Regions from separate parts of the Mus musculus genome. Here region 2 is linked to region 1. A link is a contact called in public Hi-C data. All regions are on one chromosome and are shown on one strand. Each heading gives the region's core, a stretch centred on a gene start, on an enhancer-like site or on the middle of the called end of the contact. The rest is flanking DNA. Distances are from core to core; before and after follow the strand shown.

Region 1 (4,862 bases), core at 842-3,341:
CATATATACATACATATATATGTAAGCTTATATATAAGTTTATATACATGTAAGTTTATAAAATAATAATGTTTCCCTGTGGCTTTATTTTATTTATCTCTTCTTTCTCCCCTTCTCTCTGTAGCAATATATACTTAAGATGTGTCATGAAAAGATATATTTTATTCATGAATAATGAATATAAAAATTTCTCTATAAGAATATGCTGGAAACACTTCCATTTACCAACTGTCTGCTTTGCATGGGCATAACAGAATATCTAAGATTGGGTAATAGATAATGTATAGAAACTTACTGTTTTATAGTTCTGAAGATACAAGTTCATTACCCTCAATAACTGAATAATTATTATCCTCAAGAAGTGAATAATTTCTCATCAGTTAATCTGATGACTAGCTAGGTAATTAGTGTCTCATGGCTTCTGCCTTTATCAGGATTTTTTCTAAGCACAAGGATTGGCTTAGTGTTATGCAACAATGACTTGGCTATACAAACCTGAACTCTGATATTCATTCATACACAAGAACTCTGGGAGTGAGCAAACCACACATCATGGCTGAATTCTACAAATGGAGGTCACTGACTTGCTTTTCTTGAGCCATACCACACTGACCTTCCTTCTGTACTTAAGCCAGATCTCTCAAATGCAAGGTTGTCGTGTTTGGTATGCTTCTAAGCTCTCCGTCATATTTTATTGCTCAGTTTTTCAATTCCTATATCTATGTTCCACTACCTTAATGAATGTGACAATCAACCAGAGCAACCATTTTTCTACTAATTTTATTTAAAAATATTTACTCATGTCCTAATTTCTTCCTCATAAATATTTGTACCCGCCTATCTACTTCAAAGTAAACAATCACTTAAAAAAATATTTCATTCTTTTATAATATTTTCTTTAACCTAACCTGTGGGTGTGCTTCCGGATCTTTTACCTCCCGCTAAATCAATGGTTCTAGAAAAAGATTTGATTTGTCCATGTATGCAGCATCTGTTTATATCTGGAAACATTTTTATTGTCTCTGTTGGAGGGAGAGGTGCCCAAGCATGGAAAGAGACCTTTAAAGTTACTGGTAACAGTACACAGGAGAGCCTGTACGAGACTTTCTGACCTCAAAACATGAAGGTAAAGAGCCCTGGTCCTTCAATGCAGGGAAGTGAGGAACCCATTCGTTTGTGTATGTATGAGTACCTGCGTATTCATACACATGCTACTGTATAGTAATCAGTGTAGCTGGTTTTTACTACTCTGTGGGTTCTTTTTTCCCCACCCTGTATCCATACCCCCCCACACACACCTCTGTTGCTTCTCCCTATCACATACATAGGAGAAAAAGAAAGATAAAGGGGAGAGAGAACCGAAGTTCTTTCTTCTTGTTTCTTCTTTGCTTGCAAGCTGTTCTTTGCTATTGTGTGGGTTCTTCTTCTTCCCACCCTTTATACTCTACCCTCACTCTCACCTGGTTTCATCCCCTATCTCTAAGTATGAGAGAAAGAACTATACAGGGTTAGAGAGGAGAGGGGAGGGGAGGGGAGGGGAGGGGTGGAGAGGAGAAAAGGGGGGAGGGCAGGGGAGGGGAGGGGAGGAGAGGAGAGGAGAGATCTTTGAATCTAATTTCTTCTTGAACATGACTACTAACAAACCACTAGCTCCCACCTGAACAACCAACAACCAATAATCTCATTCCAATGCCCCCAACCCCTGCAATCAGGGCTCTAGCACTTATAGGCCCCCTGAAAAATGCTCAGAATTCTAAATATTATAAAATTGCAGAAATTATCTGAAACTGGCAAAACTATGCCTCTTCTAGAGCACGAGGCAAATCAGTCAGTTGACATGAAGCAGCCCCACACATGAACTTAAAGCAAAAGCCTAGTCTTACAATATTTCTGGTTTTGTTTTGTTTTGTTTTGTTTTGTTTTGTTTTGTTTTGTTTTGTTTTGTTTTAAAAGAAATTAGGGAAAGGCTGGAAGAAGCTGAGGAGGAGGGTGGCCCCATAGGAAGACCGGCAGTCTTAACTAACCTGGACCCTGAGATCTCTCAGACCCTGAACTACCAACCAGGCAGCTTATATCAGCTGATCTGAGGCCTCAGACACATGTACAGTGGAAGACTGCCTGATCTAGCCTCAATGAGAGAAGATTCGCCTAGCCCTCAAGAGGCTTGAGGCCTCAGTGGGAAGGCCTGGCTGGGGTGGGGTGGGGTGAGGGTGTGGGCAAACATCCTCTTGGAGACAGGAGGAAGAAGGAATGGTATGAGGAACTGTGGGAGGGCAGAGGGAAAGGGGGAGGGGGTGTTAATGACTGAACTGTAAAAAAAAAAAAAAAAAAAAAAGTAAAAAACTAAAACCACAACAAAAGAAAGAAAAGAAACCAAAAGTCCAGAATTCTCTCTACAGATCAGTACCTTGTTAGTCATTTTCATCTCAGTGTTCTTCATTTGGGATTCTCACGGCAATTCTCACAGCGATCCGATCCGCATTACAATGTTGATCTTGGCCTTGTGCCCTACAACTAGATGACAACATGATTGAATCGTTATGTAATTCAGAACCACAAAGTATTCTCTGTGTGTGTGTGGAGGGGGAAGGGGGGTTGTAGGGAGGGGGTTAGAAGGTTATTTCTCAAAAGTCTTTTGCTGCAATCATTATGTAATATTTGTCCACTTGGCTTCTTCTGAATACAAAATGTAGATAACATTTTCCAGGTAATAACACACTTCCTACTTTTTAACATGTTATTGATCTCTGTGCAGCTAAATCTAAGCATAAGGAGGAATTTCACCTTCATGTTAGCTTTAATACTTAGATTTGGGAGGCAAATGGCTTTCCCTGCTTGAAACAGAATCTAGAGAAAAACTTATAAAACACTGTAGTGGTTTACTGTTGTAAAACCATCTGACAACTCATTTTTTTGTGGAGAAATTTGTGTATCACAGCAGGATGTCACTAAGCCTTAAACACACTATCTAACAGTAAACTTGTCTGCAGGAGTTCTGACATTTTTCTACTAAAATCACTGATTTTTAAGGAGTCGTAAAGCTAGATATGGCTTATAGTCACATGTGGAGGGCACAAGTCACAAGGGCAAGTCTGTCCTCGTTGATAGACCTAATGGAGTTATGCTTGAGTGTGTACATAAATGGTTTATTGATTATGTGTCAACAATATGCAGAAAGACAGATTGACTGACATATCTTCCTTTAAATGGGATTATTATGCATTTCCAAGTAACTGGTTGGATTCTCTTTGTCAATGTTTCTACTTCTAGATTCTGTATATGCTCTTTAAGTATCATAAGTATGCTGGGATAAATGCTACATACTCATTTCCTGTGTGGCAAACTAGAGTGGGGCATGCTCACATTAATACCCTTAGTTACAAAAATTTGAGTAGATTGACACGTGTCACCCCTAGACTTTAGCAGGGAAAAGAAGCTAATTCCCCATCCTGCTCTTCCTTCCTTATCGGCCTTGTATTGAGATAGCAGTTCCTTCCTTAACCAAGATCGTGAGTAACTCTGACATGTCCTCTTGTGAACACAAAATATGTTACAGAAACAAATCTATAATGCAATCATGGAATTAGTGTGAATGTTACTACCACAGCATAACCTCGTTTATCTGACTGATGTGTACTACAATGCTTCCTTGCTGGTGCTGTAAGGAAAGAGATGTTGACTGTAACTATATTGTTGGAAAACAGAACCCTTCACTGTAGCCTCCCCCAGCCTGAAGTGGGCTGGTGCAGACCTTGTCTCCACTGAGGTGGGGCCACCTCATGTGTAGCTTTCTGACTTGGCTGGCTCCTTTTGAAGGACACTGCCCTGCTCTTCTCCAAGATGCTGCTACCTGCCGAGAGGCTGAACCTTTCTTCCTGAGACATTCCTGAATAAGCAACAGCCTGACAACCAAGTGCTGACAACATGGCGACAAGGCACCAAGGATGGACTGGCGGGGTGGGGGTGGGGGCACGGGGATGGGCCTTCCCCCTTTTAAGCACAGTCTCTTATTAAACTGCAGGCCTTGATCAGAGAAAATTTGTCTTGGCTTCATTATTTCTCTCGCCATCTAGTCTCTCTCTTTCAGCCCCAGCCTGCCTTCCAGGAATACCCGGTTCGTGTAAGCTGTGGACCAGCTTACTACTACACTTCACTGTAAAAGTAATAGTAATAGTAATAGTTAGAATTCAGAATTAACACTTACAAATTCTATTATTAACACTGTCACTATTTTCTGATTCTCTGGATGGACTCAAATGTAATTCCAGTTTAGATGCACAGATATCATCTAAGTCATTTGTCTTCTTATCAATAATAGCTTATAGAAATTAGGAAAGATGATACCTATCTTTTGTAGTCTGGCAAGACTTCCAGTGATGAGACTGTTCTATTTGGTTGAGTCCTTGGCTGAGGAGGTTCCATGGAGATGCCTAAACAACCCAGACAGATGCTAAAAGGTTGCCCCTGTTGCCGAGGACAGCTTCCACTCAGTTAATTGAACGTAGAGAGATTCTGCTGAGACAGGCTTGGAGATGTAACATTCTACTTTCTTTGGTGCAACAAGGTACTCTGAAAGCTACAGAAAGAGAAATAAAGCAACCCAGGAACAAGACCCTCTACTTACAATATATTCTTCCTGCAAGATGTGCCAGGGCAATGATTGGTACAGAATATATGGGAGTGGCCAAATTAAGTGTGGTTGAACTTGACGCCTATGTCTCAAGAGGGAGCTCATACCCTATAAGGCCAGAGACTGGGTAGCCCGGAGACCTAAGGGAGAAACAAAACAAAAACAATGAAATCATTCTCTTAATGCTGTGTTGCTATACTCAAATATTGGTACCTTGTGAACTCATCATCTG
Region 2 (4,723 bases), core at 1,476-3,975, 300 kb before region 1:
TATGGATCTAAAGGTGAGAAATTTCATGAAGTACCACGAGTCAATCATGTCCCTCAGTGGTACACAATCTTTAAAGTCAATCGGCGCTCTCCAAGAAAGGGCTTGTATTGGACACGTGAAAATGGGAGAAGATTTCGATATGAGTCCTGCATGTTAGATTAAGGAAAATTTAGGGTCTTTCCAATTATCATCAAAGATGAAATAAGAAAATGATGAATTGTCATTCCTTCTAGAGCCTGGAACATATAAAATACTAATTGAGTAGGTTAGAAATTCCAGTCATCTGGAATTAAGGATTGTATTATAATGAAAACTGCTTGGAATTCTCCTTTCTAGAATAATATCTTGTTTACAATAAGATAATTCCCTTGTGTGCTTGCTGTGACCTGGGACAGGTTAGTGCATATAGAGAGATTTTATACAATACAGTCCCAGCTGTTGCGACGGTGTAGCCTTCTGCAGTTTTTCAGAACAGCCTCTAGAGGTCAGGATTGAGGCACTGTGCATAGCTTAGCCTCCCCTCTCACTACCTAGCCAGTTATAATGGGATCAGCGCTGAGACTTAGTTCTCCATATGGTGACATTCATACGCTGTAAGGATTGTTCCCCCCATAAGATTTAATTATAACAATCTAATATGCAATAATAATTCGCTGCTATTAGACATTTAAAATATATATGATTTATATATGTAGTCCGCATTGATTCCTTCTAAAATGAAGAAATCGAGGCTCTAACGCCGTTTAAGCATTTACTTAGACTTTGATATATACAAGCATTTATAAAATAACATTCTGGAAGATTTAAAGTACTTCAGCTATAAAATAATACAAGTATTTCAAGTTTTCTGAAAGCTCCTAAAATTCAGGGTAGCAATCATTCTCTTAATTCAAAAGCATTTGAAAACTCTCCAAATAATATTGAAATCACTTGGAACAAGACAGACTAATTTGCCATTATTACCGCATTTCAGAGAGTTATCAGCTCCATTTCAGAGGATGAAGGCAGCCAAAGACCTTCCCACACTTTCTCCCGAGCATGTCCAGGGACTGTGGTGGCTCTCACCACCGGGGAACCCAGAAGGCTCATCCCCAAAGCTCCACACACATTTCTGGAGCCGAATGACTTCCTGTTTGTGGTTATTTTCTTCTTTATTCCTCTTTTATTTATTTATTTTCAACAATGCTTTCAGATATGGATGAAAGGTGATCAAAATGTCTTTTAACATCGATGTGAGTTTCAAATACAATACTCTCTTTAGTGACACATCTTGAGCTGCTTCCAAACAGTGTTATTAAGAAAGACTCTCCCCTTCTCTTCTACCTCTGCATGTGTGCCCTTTCTCTTTCTCCCTTCTCTACCCCACACCCCCTTTCCCCATGCTCACTTCCCTAACCTTGGTCCTTGGGGCCAGTAAACTCTTTCTGGCCTGAGAGCAGCTTCCCAATACAATAAACCTGCTAATAATAATAATAATATTAATAATAATATCCCCTTATAATTCCGACTATGCCCAGACATTTCCTATTCTTGCGAGTCCCTTCCTCCATTCTTTTTTTTTTTTTTTCTCGATTCTGTTCTTTACAGAAGAACCCATTCCTTAGGAATGAGCTCCACTATCATCCTCTCCACAAAGTTCCCAAAGCAGTCCTTGTTGGATTCTCCCATGGGTCCTTTGTCTATTACGTTGACATTCACTCAGTTCTCCTGTGTTCCTAAAATTTACAATTACAACCACTGAGGAAGAAGAGGATATTCAAAACATTTCCAAACTTAAAGGCCACAGCTACCAATCAATCGGATGAAGCAGCTTCGACAGACAATTCTGTCCTAAAGAGGCAAGAAAGAGTAGCTTGCACCTAGCCAGGGGTTCTTACAAGAAGGTCTCCCATGCTGCTGACAATGCATTGTTAACATATGGAGATGCTAAGGTGGCGCGTAGTTAACCAGTAAGGAAATTACTCCTTAACTCCTACTGACTTCAATACATTTGACACCAATTTGACTCAGACATTAGTTTACCCTAGTACAAACACACATACAAAAAAAGGGTTGTACTTTAAAGTTTTACGGTTACCCATCACAGAACGTGTGCACTGAGTCGTCCCAGCAAACAACTTGCCCTCTGCTTGTTCTCCCATGCTCTACTTTATTTTTGATGAATGGAGTGGGCTAATTAAATCTTATTTGTAGAAGGAAAGGGTAAGAAACGAACCCATTTCCCAAATAAAATTACAATCTTTAGTGCCGTTTAAATGATAACCTATATTTCGTTTATTCTAAAGGTATCAAAAGGCACTTTGGAAGACTGTTATCAACTCCATTTGCACACGCACAGAAGCCATTTTTCACCAAATATTTACCTGGTATGGAGAAGATTCTTTGAGTAAGATATTAAAACGAAGAAATGCTTGTTCAAATTTTGCCACAAGATAGCGATTCTCCAGAAGCCTTTTTTAAACAAACAACAAACAAAACAAAACAAAAACAAATAACTTAAAAATAAATCTCTAAGGGTAAAGAAAGGGTCCTTGTTAGCTTGTTTCTCAGCTCTTTCTTGTGGGAGATTTTATTTTTTTAGTCTTGTCAATTGGGATGGCTTAGTGCATTTCCACATTTTTTCCAGCTGTTGGAATTTGTTGCTCAACAGCGTAGACAGTGTTGTGATGTCTTTCCCTCTACCCCTAACAGCTAGATGCATGACCCGCAAACAGCAGGGAAACTCAATATATTGACTTCTTAGAAAGACTGGGGACAATGCTGACAATTTGACGACAACAGCAGCTAATTTAAGGTCAATTATGCTTACTTAAGTCCATTATTTAAATGTGGTTAAAGTGCTTCGAAGGGATGGAATCATGAGTATGAACGGAAGGAGCGTCATGCCTTTGTAAACATTATTGTAGGAAGGAAGGCGGGCCTATAGAAAGCCCTGGACAGACAGTTGCATAGTTCTAGATTACTCCTAGGAGACAGAGTGATAGAAGCTGCTGGATTAATTTGCATTTGGGCAGAGGAGTCCTTCCCTGAGGACTGCTAACCTGGCTTAGCATGTACTGCAACTATAAATGCTTCAGGGCGGAAGGGTGCTTTTACATCAGACAGCTGTGTCTCCAGACAGCTGTGTCTCCCCGCTGATTAATGCTAGCGAGCTCCCGGAAGTAGCGGAAGTAGCGCGGGCAGCCAACTGACTCAAATGAGGTCGGGGCTCAACAGGAACCAGTGCTCTCAACAGCACTTTTCCATCTCATTTCCATTTGCTAGCTGTAAACACCGCCTCCCCAGCCTAGAGTTCTTTGACCTCCTCCGGCCTGACTCTAGAATTGTGAATCAAAGCTAAGACCTTTAACCTCAAGTTGTTCTCATTTTGTTTTTCCGACCAAGGCAGACCCTGAAGCCTCTGACAAAGCCTTTTCTCCTGAGAAATGTTAAGCAATTGGCTTAGCTAACCATTAAAATATCATGTGGCTTCAAATTCCTTAATTTTTTAAAAGATGACTGGCCATAGGTTTTCGGAGTTATGTGTAAAGGGGTTACAGATTAAGCGCGTTCTGTCTCCCCAGGAGGAATCTGGCTTTGTGCCCCAGATATAATCCCTGTTTGTGCTGTGGAAGCTGACATCTCTTCATTTTACAGAATCCTTGTTATTGCAGACACAGGGGTTGTGGGAGGTGCTCTCTGCCTTACTGGTTGACTGTTGTTCATTTTCCTCTCTAGAATGCTGCCTTTGAGTCAAGTTAAGTGGACCACAAATTTACTCTCTTAAAACATTCATGTAAACATGTGAGCTATTTATCCTTTCTAACATGAATCTAGGACAGTATAAATTAATTCTAAATATGTAGGTGGAAGAGATGGAAGTCAACATGTTTTATTTTGAAAGTTAAAATGCTGAAGTAACTGGGAAATGGCTAGAAGTCAGAGGAGGGAAGGCAAGGGGGAGGGAGAACTAAGGTTGAGAAGGAGGGGAGAGGGGAGAGAGGGAGGGAAAGAGGGAGGGACATAGGATGGAAAGGAGGAGAGAGGGGAGGAGAGAGGGAGGGAAGGAAGGAGAAAGGAAGATAGAGAAAGACAGAGGGGGAGAGAGAGACAGAGAGGGAGAGAGAGACAGAAAGGGAGAGAGAGAGAGAGAGAGAGATGGCGGGGGTGGGAGGAGATAAGGAGAGGGAGAGCATTTTGGATTCTGATCACCAAATCTTTTCTTTTACACATTCAAAAAGTCGTATGTTTTTCAGTTTGTCCAAGTATTAAAGATTTTACATTTTAAAATGGTTAATTTCTAACAACAATGGCCAAGAAGCCAATTAGAAGCCCATGTTAACAGGCAAGCAAATAATGTATAGTATAGTAAATTATTTTTACAAAGACAGATCAATGTTGGAAGGCCACTTGATGAATCAAAACTGGAGACTCGGGTTTTAAAGACAATGATACAGATCTGAGTTCACAGGTCACCTGCTATATAACGCTTGGCTTCCTAAGTCTCGGAGTGAATAGTACAGAAAAGGAGCCTGCTTATTATTAAGGAGAAACACTCCCAGGCTGGAAATGGAGACAGGTTTGTGATCAGAGCCTGGAGCCCATACTATTTTGATCCACTTTGATATGAACCACTTAGTGCTGTTTCCACTTAGATAGCACCACCTCTGCCCATTTGTATATGGCAAGGACTTTGCTTGCACATGCTCAGTTCCCCCAAAGGAGCCTAGGTAGGGGAGCTGTT

The links. A called contact is a pair of places that touch in the nucleus more often than the background predicts.
Region 2: a contact with region 1 is called in a Hi-C map of liver, with 2.5 times the contacts expected there. The contact joins two enhancer-like sites. A contact is called at or near these places in 1 of 39 promoter capture datasets (liver), 31 of 484 Hi-C or Micro-C datasets (the AML12 cell line, the C2C12 cell line, LSK cells and 13 more), 7 of 115 datasets of contacts at active chromatin or transcription factors (bone marrow-derived dendritic cells, embryonic stem cells, epiblast stem cells and 2 more) and 1 of 9 other capture datasets (embryonic stem cells).

What each region holds. Positions count from the first base shown.
Region 1 is chr6:24,044,875-24,049,736 of GRCm38.p6, reverse strand. No RefSeq gene overlaps it. Among named protein-coding and RNA genes, the nearest start is that of Tas2r118, 77 kb to the right of the region's middle. Within about 2 kb of position 2,091, at least 23 of the 459 cell types and tissues checked have an H3K27ac peak or open chromatin away from gene starts, as enhancers often do. A contact at or near this core is called in liver and neural progenitor cells, where this site is marked.
Region 2 is chr6:24,346,848-24,351,570 of GRCm38.p6, reverse strand. No RefSeq gene overlaps it. Among named protein-coding and RNA genes, the nearest start is that of Iqub, 170 kb to the left of the region's middle. Within about 2 kb of position 2,725, at least 48 of the 459 cell types and tissues checked have an H3K27ac peak or open chromatin away from gene starts, as enhancers often do. A contact at or near this core is called in liver and neural progenitor cells, where this site is marked.